Linked DNA regions of Mus musculus: regions 1 and 3 are each linked to region 2. A link is a contact called in public Hi-C and HiChIP or PLAC-seq data. All regions are on one chromosome and are shown on one strand. The core of a region is the stretch at or near the end of the contact, and the rest is flanking DNA. Distances in the headings are between cores, read along the strand shown.

Region 1 (3,187 bases), core at 421-2,920, 360 kb after region 2:
ATTTTTGAAGTTAAACAATTCATCTAAGAATTTGAACTTGGTTCCACGGTGTTTTGTTTTGTTTTGTTTTGTTTTGTTTTGTTTTGTTTTGTTTTGTTTTTGATGTTGTTTAGGGTTGATCTTAATTTTCCAAGTTCTGTGAGGAGTTTAAGCAAAGCCGAACAGGAAGACAAAGCACCCAAGTGTGCAAGGCAGGGAGGGGCTCACAATAAATAACTCTTTTGTTGAGACGTTAACTTCTAATTCCCTGAGATAAGCTGATTTTTTTTTTAGGATGATGATGCATCTCCACGATGGGCATTGGTCACCTTCTTCTGCTCTGATTAATGGTCAGAGGAGGAAAACCAAAATCTTCCAATTTAGCCTATTGCAAAATTATATGTCTGACCGGGACAGCAAAGCATCTTAAACATTTTTGGAAAAGAGAAGCGGATTTGATCATTTCCACGAAAACCTTTGCTAATGTGATTGTGTTTAACTCTTGGAGTCCCTTTATCTGCCAGGTGGCTGGATTGATTAAGGACAGCCAAGGGTATGGGTTCCCACCTGAAGAAATTTATCAAGGATTGATCAGCAAGGGACTTGATTTACAAAGGCATGGGTGGAGAAGGGCATGCGTTCAGTAGGATTTCTCACTATGTAGATTAAGAAGGTATTTTTAAAATGATAGCCACAAGTTTCCTCACATCTGTAATAATGTGTGCATGAAACAGCAGAATCTTCCAAGACATTCGGAGGAGGTTGGAAACCCCCCCCCCCCCCACACACACACACTGCTATATTTAAAACAAATATCTCTTCCCTGCCCCCACTCTTTGTAACTTGAATTCAGGGAAGCAGAAATAACTCATAAGCTTTGCCTGATATGAGTTTGTTTGGTTTTCATGCCTTGTATTGCATTGCAAATTGCTCTGCAGAAAAGAAAAGAAATGGGGGCGGAGGGAACTGCTGGTATTAGCTTTAAAGAACGGCTACAAACATACTCACATCCTATGAATTCTAAGTTTTATTGCAGCCAGTGTCTAACTTGCAGCTAAGTAAGGTAGACCATCATATCCATGCATTTATAATGGGTCGTGTACAAAGATGTGCTATATACTGGTAGTGTATATATGAAACAGACCCATTGTGTTCAAGACATGTGAGCCCTAAGCAATGTGATTCCAGTGATAGGCTATGTCCATTTTGCAGATGGGGAAATTGAGATGAAACAGACTAGCACCAGGAGGAGTGCCATCAATACTCAGATAATAGAAAAAAATCAGCTAAAAGGCTGGGTGCCTTGGACATCAGAAAACAGACATAAATATCTCCAGACATAAAAATCTCCAGTATTCAGGCCGTCTTGCCAAAAGTGTACACAAGACAGGATGGTTGGAAACGTTAAATGCAAATTAAATCTTGGAGCTAGGAATAAGAGCAATCATAATAAACCCATTTTCCTAGGTCCGTCCGACAGCGGCCCTTTTGTGAGCACAGAGCAGACAGACTCTAAAGAAACAACGCAGCCGATTTGAACTTTCCTCAGGCTGCAAAGTGTGCCTGCAAAAGCAAGCGGCTTCCAGACTACAGTAAGAAACAGCTCCCAGCAGCCTGGCTCACAAGCACTGAGCAGTCACCAATCCTTCCCGTTTGAGCATCTTTGGTTTTTGCCTGCAAGAGGCAAAGCAGGGAGCTGGCTCTGTAATGTCCTCCTAGTGCTGGCACAGTTCTGCGCTTCCCCTGGAACACACGGCCTCCCCCAGCTCGCCTCCGCACTTTTGTTTTATTTACGAATATGTTGCCAGAATTCCAATGAGTTATCTATTCTGCGCCCCGTCATTTTCCCACCGAGGCCTTGTCGCCGGCTGACTCAGGGTCCAGTCGCAACAGTGAGAAGAAAAGAAGACAGCGAAAGAATTCTTTTCAACTTTTTTTTTTTTTTTTTTTTTTTTTTTTATGTTTCACTCATTTCTGTCTCTGTCTCCTCCCGGGCCTCCTCCCCTCCTCTGCCCCCTCCAACCTCCAGGCCTCCCCCAGCCTCCTAGGCCCTCCTTCGCCCCTTTATGTTACACGATCGCTCAAATTGAAGCTCAGGAGGGTCCTATAGGGAATGCATAGGAACCCTGGGAGAAAAAAGCCCCAACAAGCTATACACCAGATGTATAATGTTATATGGTCAAACTGGCAAACACAAAGGCTCAAAAACAAAAGGCGTGAATTAGGGAGAGGCATTCAAAGGCGTGTTTTCAAAACAGCCAGCCAAGAGCCAGGATCCCCCTCCTGAGACTAAATGCTTGAAAGAAAAGGTGCTAAAGAAAGAAAGGAAAAGAAAAAAAATTTAAAAGCCCATTTTTTCTAATTAGCTGAGGCCTAACAGGGCCCTGAATTTAGCAACTAGTTTTCATCAAGGGGGCTGTGCCTGCGAATCTGGAAAAGATGCTTTGAAACCTATGATGTAGGCCTTCTTCCAACCAAAGCTAGGCTGGGTCCTTGGGTTGTTTGTTTGTTTGTTTGTTTTGTCTTTTTTTTTTTTTTTTTTTTTTGTGCTACTCCTGGCTTTGCTTTTGTGGATCTACCTTGCTTCATATCACATTGAGTCCCCCTTTTTTTCCGCCCACATCCTTTTCCCCTAATGCAAATATTAGCTGGGTATTATAAAAAGAAAAAATAAGCAGAAGAGAAAGCCACAGAGGGGCTCTCTGGCTCTCCTGGTTCTCCTTGCCAGTCACAGTGTAGAACTGCTAAGCAATTCATTCTATCTCTGTACAGAGCACCCAAGGCTTTAGGGAAAGGTGTCACCTCAGAATGTCTGCCTGCTCCTGTGTGCCTGGCTGGGTGCTCTCTGTAAACACTGGTCTTGGACATAAAAGGCTCTCCACCACTGTGAATTTAGACTCTGGAGCCTGATCTCTGGCTGAGGGGGTTGTTGTTTGTTGTTGTTGCTGTTGTTGTTTGATGCGGTTAGGCAAGGTTTTCAAGGCTGTAAGGTATATGGCAGCCCAGCTGTTTGCTCCCTAACCTTGGAACCTTGGCAAAGGACACACACTGACAGAGGCAGTTTTACATTTTATTGTCTTCCTAACTTGTTCAAAAAAGAGGGTGAGGCATGGACTGAACCTCTGCTGCCTGACAAATTATGAATTTGAATTCTTCAAACACATTTTCAATAAGAAAATAAAATAGGACTGGTAGGTGACAGTTGGGG
Region 2 (3,025 bases), core at 372-2,871:
AAATTGAAAGTATGAATAAGCAGTACAACATTCAGAATTATACAAACACACTAAAAATTTTAAGGTGTGTCATATAAAACTAATTTATTTCTGGAAATTTGTGTTTTAAAGTATGATACTAAACTAGAAGCCTTCATTTTAGTCACCCTACATTTAGTTCATTTTTGTAGTTACTGGCAGGCTGGGGGCATCTTGGAGTCTTATCAAGTGCAATAATGTGTGTCCTTGTGATTAGAGAACCTTTGCTGGTAGCTGCCTGTTACTCAGGAAAGGGAAGAAAATAGGAGTCCTTTCTCCAGTGTTTTTACACAAGGTTTTGTACTTGGCTGGGGCATTAAGAGTACATACAGACCTAGGAGGCAGAGCTGCGGCGTGAGGTGCATTTTCCATATTTACTTCTTAGCTTTGAGTATTGTCAAAGGTGATTCAAGATTTCTTTTATTAGTTTCTAGTAGGTATCTGACCCCCAGGAGATTCCGTGGCATTTTCCATGGAATATCATTTCCCTTTTTCCATCTTAAATTATTTTTCAGTCCAGTTCAGTGTTCTAGGAGTGAGGCTGGCCCCTTACCATGAACGCAGCTGAGCAGGGCACTCCTTTTTGCTTGCCCAGCAGGCTGTGGTGAGCATCCACTTGCTAGTTGGGCTGGCATGCCCTCATCCACTGAGCTACAGACCTAGGGGGGCTGCTGTCCCTCTTCAGAGGGCGATGCAGCTGCCACAGACCATGGTCCCTGACAGCACACTTGGCTCCACTGTCAGACTCAGACTATGTCCTCCCAGCTACCAGGAGACGGAGTAAGTGGTGAGGCATATTTTATTGAACAAGTTTTTAGACCTACTAGTTCATGCTTCCAGTTTTTAAAGTTGCCTTCAAGGAGCATGCGCACTCCTCTCACTCTCGAAACTTCTGCATGCTGGTTTTACTCTCACTGGGAAAAGCAGGGCACGCTCCAACAAATGTCTTCTCTGTCCAGGCACTTCCATCTTAGCTCTGTTTTCTCTCTTTATCATACAAGCAAGGAAAACAAAAACAACCCCCCCCCAAAAAAAAACCCAGAAAACAAAACAAACACCCCCCCCCCAACAAAACAAAACCCAAAAAACCTGCAGGTAAAGAAGGCATGGAACATATTTCTCTCCTTTCCTGCTTCCAGAGCGTTAAATCCACAGAACAAGTCTAATGTACATCCAGGTTATTTATGCTCAGGCACTTCTTAGCCCTCAGAGCTCAAGAGAGATTGTGTATGCCGTGCTACGGAGAGAGGAAGCCGACTCTCTGAAGCGGTTATGAAAATGCAGAGGAAAGGTGTGGAAGGACAGGAGGAAGGGAGGTAGGAAGGGAGAGATGGAGGGGGAGAGAAGGGAGGGGAAAGGGCGGCAGGTCATCCTAGCAGGGAAGAGAGAAAAAGGAGCGGGTGGAAAGAAAGGAGAAGAGCCAGAGGAAAGCATGCCCAGGGCAACCTGCAGGAGCAGAGGCAGGAAAGAAAGCGAGTATTTGCTAAAGGTGCTTTCACCACTCCCCACCCCCTCGATGGGGTGATCCCTGCACACACACTCCAACCCCAGACAAAAGGAACAGGGCAGCTTTAGAGCCTTTGGAGCTGGGGGCTGAGGAGGCGAGGGAAGAGAGGCGCATGATTGATGGAGTTCTGGTTGGCTTATAAAGGGCAGCCGGGAGTGCAGGGAAATAATCAGGGAAAAGGGCGTCCCGTGCCGGCTTTCTCAGAGGGGCGAAATGAATCCTGCTCCTCTGCATTATTAAGTTGTCAGGCGGGCTGATGATGAAAATCTGAAGGTCAGGCATAACAAGAAGCACCTTATGGGGGGGTCACGACCTTTCTGGAAGTGCTACACTCATGTTTATCTGCACCTAACCCTTATCCACAATTCTTCATTTGATAAGAACATTGGGAGAAGGGGAGGCAGGGACGGGTGTGTGTGTGTGGGGGGGGGGGGGGGGAAGGTGTCTCCTCATATGTATAAGCAGTGAGTGAAATTAGGCTTCTGGTGAAACTGATTGTGGAGGCTCAATTCACAGTGAAAGATAATAAACCAGAAGGACACACGAGGGATGCAGGCAGAAATTGTTCGCTACAGTGAAACTCAATAAAGGGAACAAGGGCTTCCCTAAATGACAAATTTGGTACAGCGGTGCTAAAATCAGGATTCTCCCTGGAATTTCAGCGGCTGCAATTCATGCTCGGCAGTACCACTTTTTATTTACTTTGGAGATTTTAATGGCTTGCGGGCACTTTTTGAGGAATGTCTATTTCTTTATCTGCTGGTTTTCAACCAAAGACTGAAGGTGAGGGAGGATCAGGCAGAAATAGTCTATTTGATTGGTAATTGTTTGTTTGTTTTCAGAGTAGAAGTGAAGCCATGGTTCTCAGGCATCTTGCTGCTGTGTGTTGGGGTTGAGAGATTAAGGTTTTCTTTTTCTTTTTCCTTTGAGGGAATCTTTTGCCAGGTGTTCTCCATTTCTTGGGAACTGAGGAAGTGCTTGGGATTCTCAGCTGGGACTCATAGACCAAATCTCAAACTGACGACAAAAATAAACATATCACTTGTAAAAATAACACTGGAACAATTCGCAGTGACACTGCAGGCTCCCAGTGACACTGCCAACCCCAGCTGTTTATCTCTGTTTGTGAGAAAGCATCCCTCAGATCTTGATTCTTTGGCAGCGGTGGGAAAAACACAGCGTTTACAAAAACATTGAGTTTTCAAGGTGGAAATCCATTTGAAAAGACACAGAAAGGGAAAAGCTGGGCAAAATGCAGAAAGACTGAAAATCATTTCCCTATGGAGATGGATATCCCTTGGAAAGAACAGAAAAACGTGTAATTCCCCCTTAAAGTTCTCCTTTTTTTCAATCTACTTTCTGGGAAAACCTGATTTTTTTACCTGAATACCAACTGATAAGCTCACCAGATGATTGCTGCTCCAGAGTCTGACTCTCCTCCTGGATTTATACTCTTATTTGGGGGGGGGGGGGTATTTCAAATATTTTTCTCGGCTTCCT
Region 3 (3,171 bases), core at 41-2,540, 390 kb before region 2:
AGCAGACTCCATTCTGTCCAGGAGAGAGAGAGAGAGAGAGAGAGAGAGAGAGAGAGAGAGAGAGAGAGAGTGAGAGAGAGAGAGAGAGGGAGATTTAACAAAGTCTGTGAAATGGTAGCTCTCATTAGGTGACTGGGGAAATAAATTGGAGGCTCAGCTTTCCGAAAGACCTGCCACAAAACTGAATGGAAGCAGTCAGTCCCCATGATGCTCTAATGAACAGGAGACTTAGGGACTTTTCTATAGTCGCGCCTGCTACCTCCATGGATGGATGCTAGGGCTAGTGTGCAAAACTCCGTCTTCTAGCTAAAGCTGCAGGTATGTTTCACCACCCAGATTGAAGACATGGCGAGTCTACTGGGCCCGGAACTCACAGGGAAGTGTCATGGGACAGGCAGCGCAGGAGAGGCTGGGAATGTGAGTTCTGCTTTCCTCCATCGCAGCAGCTATGTGTTCTAGCGTATAGTCTCCATCTTTGCATCTTACACACATGTTAATTCAGCAGGAATACACCTTTCCCATTCTGGACACGGTTCTTGAGAAACCATTCCTGAACATTCTTGGGAAAGTGGTTTCTTAACTTGGACCGCATCACGAGTCAAGCATGGGGGCCTGTTGCTCTCTGAGCAAGTACAGGCGATACTCTTTCCCCCTCTCTTTCTCAGCTGTGCTTCAGCTCCTTGTGTGCAGGACCCCAAGAGTAATTTTTACCTTAGAGGCACGCAGCGAGGATTTAAAGGAGTGTTTATGAAAACCCTTAGCAAACTGCTTCTCTATATTACTAAACTTTCAATACATAGTAATCCTCATGGTAGTTATTCCTCATAAGTCCAGAAATGTACAATCTAAGAAACAAAGACTTATGGCCAAAAGCTAACTTGCAATAAACAACAGTGATAATAATCATAATACATTAATAGGTACCATTGATAATCAAAATGAGTTTTGGCAAGCGTCACACAAATTCCTTTAAGTATTTATTATAAGATACTTCTGTTCATATGTGGGGTTATGTGGTCTAAGCGGAACAACGGGGAAGTTTGAGACTGAGGCTCTCAACCGTTTCCAAAATAAACACTTCCAGGAAGCTGGGTACCCTATGCTTACAGTTCTGGGGTGAGAGACAGGTAGCTCACTCACTCTGTGCTCACCGCAGGAGGTGTGGAGCAGATCAATATGTGGGGAAGTGTTTCCCTTGCACTTTTATTACGTTTGACAGTGATGACAGCGTAGTATTCACTGAACGAAATGACTAATGCACGCACTCTCCCACCCCGGCCTACTGCTGCTATTTTTTGAAACCTCCGGAGTGAAAGGTAGTCATGCAGAAAACATGCCGCTGGCAGGTCTGAATGGCCAGAGCCCAAACTGCCCACGGATTCCAGCTTGTCAGAGCCACAGAGGAGAAGCTACACGAAGTAAAAAGAACAATAGCAACTGAACCTTTATTTTATGTTCAGGAGTGGGTCGAGTGAGCTGGGAAAGACCTGCCTGCTTACAATAGCTGTATTTCCTCATCCTCAATTTGTGGCCAATTTTTTTTAAAAATATCTTTTTATTCGAGCAACTTTTCTCAATCACATTTAGATGCCACCCAGTTCTGCCTGCTGTTCCCTGAGGCACAGATGTTTCCACTTGGATCCGAGGCCCCAGCAGGCAGCTTCCAGATGTTGTGAGGGGGCAGAGGAAGTTCTTTCATTTGTGGTGAAGTTGAGACGCGAAGATCCGCGGACTCATGCGATATTCATCTTCCCACGCAGGGAAACCGGAGCCAAGCCAGTTGTCCACCCCCAGTTACAAGTGGGGTCAGAGATCTGGGGTGAGGCAGTGGGGCCTCTTCGGCTGGAGTTTTATAACAGTGGTGCTGAGTTCCAAAATACCTACCAGTTTCTGGTTAGCGCTTTGCAGCCCTTTCTGTTTGCTTGAAGGGCATATCATGGAACAGAAAAAGGAAGCTACAGGCATGTCTGGAGTAGCTCTCCTGTGTTTCTGGTCCACACTGCCGTTATCAGCAGCACAGCCATTTCCCTAGTAGACACCTGCATTCCTTCCTAAATGTTCACCTTGGACCATGCTTCTAAAGAGTACAAAGGTTTTTCACTTTGTTTAAGGACAGAGTCGTTGCTCAGTGGGTAAGAGCACCGACTGCGGATCCAAAGGACCCCGGTTCAAAACCCAGCTCCTGCTTGGTGGCTCCTAGCCACCTACACTGTCACGAATCTCTGAGATCCTTGCTTGCTGGACTCAGATGCACACCCTCTATGTGCCTATTCAGCATGCCTATACATACCAGAATGGTATATATGGGGTTAGAGGGTGAGCTCTTTGCACCAATTTTTTGCTTTCTCCACTCTAGACCTTCCCATGAGCATCACCCGTTCCCAAGGCTCACATATTCGGCAAAACCTTTCTTTCTCCGCTCCGAGTGAAATTACCAATGCTCTAATGAGTATCTAACTTCTTTTCCCATTTTGAGCCCTTCTGTATCACCATCTGACCTAACTAAGGCTGTTTGTTTACTCCCTCTTGTCCGCCATTCCCCAGTAGATTGCAAACTCTGTGTGCCGCACACTTGCCGTTTCTCTCTCTATGGCCAAGAACCATTCGAAGCACAAGCTGCACGCTCACTTGATAAAAGCAAGGGTGAACAAATGCAGTTATCATTATTGCTTTATGTTTTCTTATCATCTATAAAAGACATGCTCACACCCACAGACACTGAGAGGGCCATGAACATAGCTTGCTGCTGTATCTATTATCTCAAAGACTGAGGCAAGGAGTGGTGAGAGTAAGCTGCTTCTTATGTCTTTAGAGCAAATCCTCCCTCAGCAAAAAGGCTGCTCTCTTGCTGTTTTTCTGGAAGGAGCCAGTTCAGCTAGCTAGCTCACTTTAAAAACAAATAATTAGCTGAATTTACAAGGAAGCAAAATATCCTAATTCCAATGTGGCTTTGCCTTTCTGTTTTGTTTGTTGTTTGTTTGTTTGCTTGTTTTTGAGGCAGGGTTTCTCTGAGTAGCCTTGGCTGTCCTGAAACTTGCTTTGCAGACCAGACTGGCTTCAAACTCATAGAACACCTGTCTCTGCCTCCCAAGTGCTGTGATTAAAGGTGTGCACTAACTACCGCCCAGTAGTTGCCTTTTTCAATTGTGATGGCGACCAAGGCCTGGGCTT

Evidence for each region. A called contact is a pair of places that touch in the nucleus more often than the background predicts. HiChIP or PLAC-seq counts read pairs in DNA pulled down with a chosen protein or histone mark.
Region 1: a contact with region 2 is called in an H3K27ac HiChIP or PLAC-seq map of heart atrium, with 5 times the contacts expected there. The contact joins two enhancer-like sites. A contact is called at or near these places in 3 of 484 Hi-C or Micro-C datasets (myocytes, nephron progenitors and uterus) and 2 of 115 datasets of contacts at active chromatin or transcription factors (heart atrium and neural progenitor cells).
Region 3: a contact with region 2 is called in a Hi-C map of nephron progenitors, with 2.0 times the contacts expected there. The contact joins two enhancer-like sites. A contact is called at or near these places in 2 of 484 Hi-C or Micro-C datasets (cerebellar granule neurons and nephron progenitors).

What each region holds. Positions count from the first base shown.
Region 1 is chr7:71,381,826-71,385,012 of GRCm38.p6, forward strand. No RefSeq gene overlaps it. Among named protein-coding and RNA genes, the nearest start is that of Gm36260, 3.6 kb to the left of the region's middle. Within about 2 kb of position 1,671, at least 77 of the 459 cell types and tissues checked have an H3K27ac peak or open chromatin away from gene starts, as enhancers often do. A contact at or near this core is called in heart atrium and nephron progenitors, where this site is marked.
Region 2 is chr7:71,022,205-71,025,229 of GRCm38.p6, forward strand. No RefSeq gene overlaps it. Among named protein-coding and RNA genes, the nearest start is that of Gm45990, 11 kb to the right of the region's middle. Within about 2 kb of position 1,622, at least 39 of the 459 cell types and tissues checked have an H3K27ac peak or open chromatin away from gene starts, as enhancers often do. A contact at or near this core is called in heart atrium and nephron progenitors, where this site is marked.
Region 3 is chr7:70,632,496-70,635,666 of GRCm38.p6, forward strand. No RefSeq gene overlaps it. Among named protein-coding and RNA genes, the nearest start is that of Gm35894, 47 kb to the left of the region's middle. Within about 2 kb of position 1,291, at least 67 of the 459 cell types and tissues checked have an H3K27ac peak or open chromatin away from gene starts, as enhancers often do. A contact at or near this core is called in nephron progenitors, where this site is marked.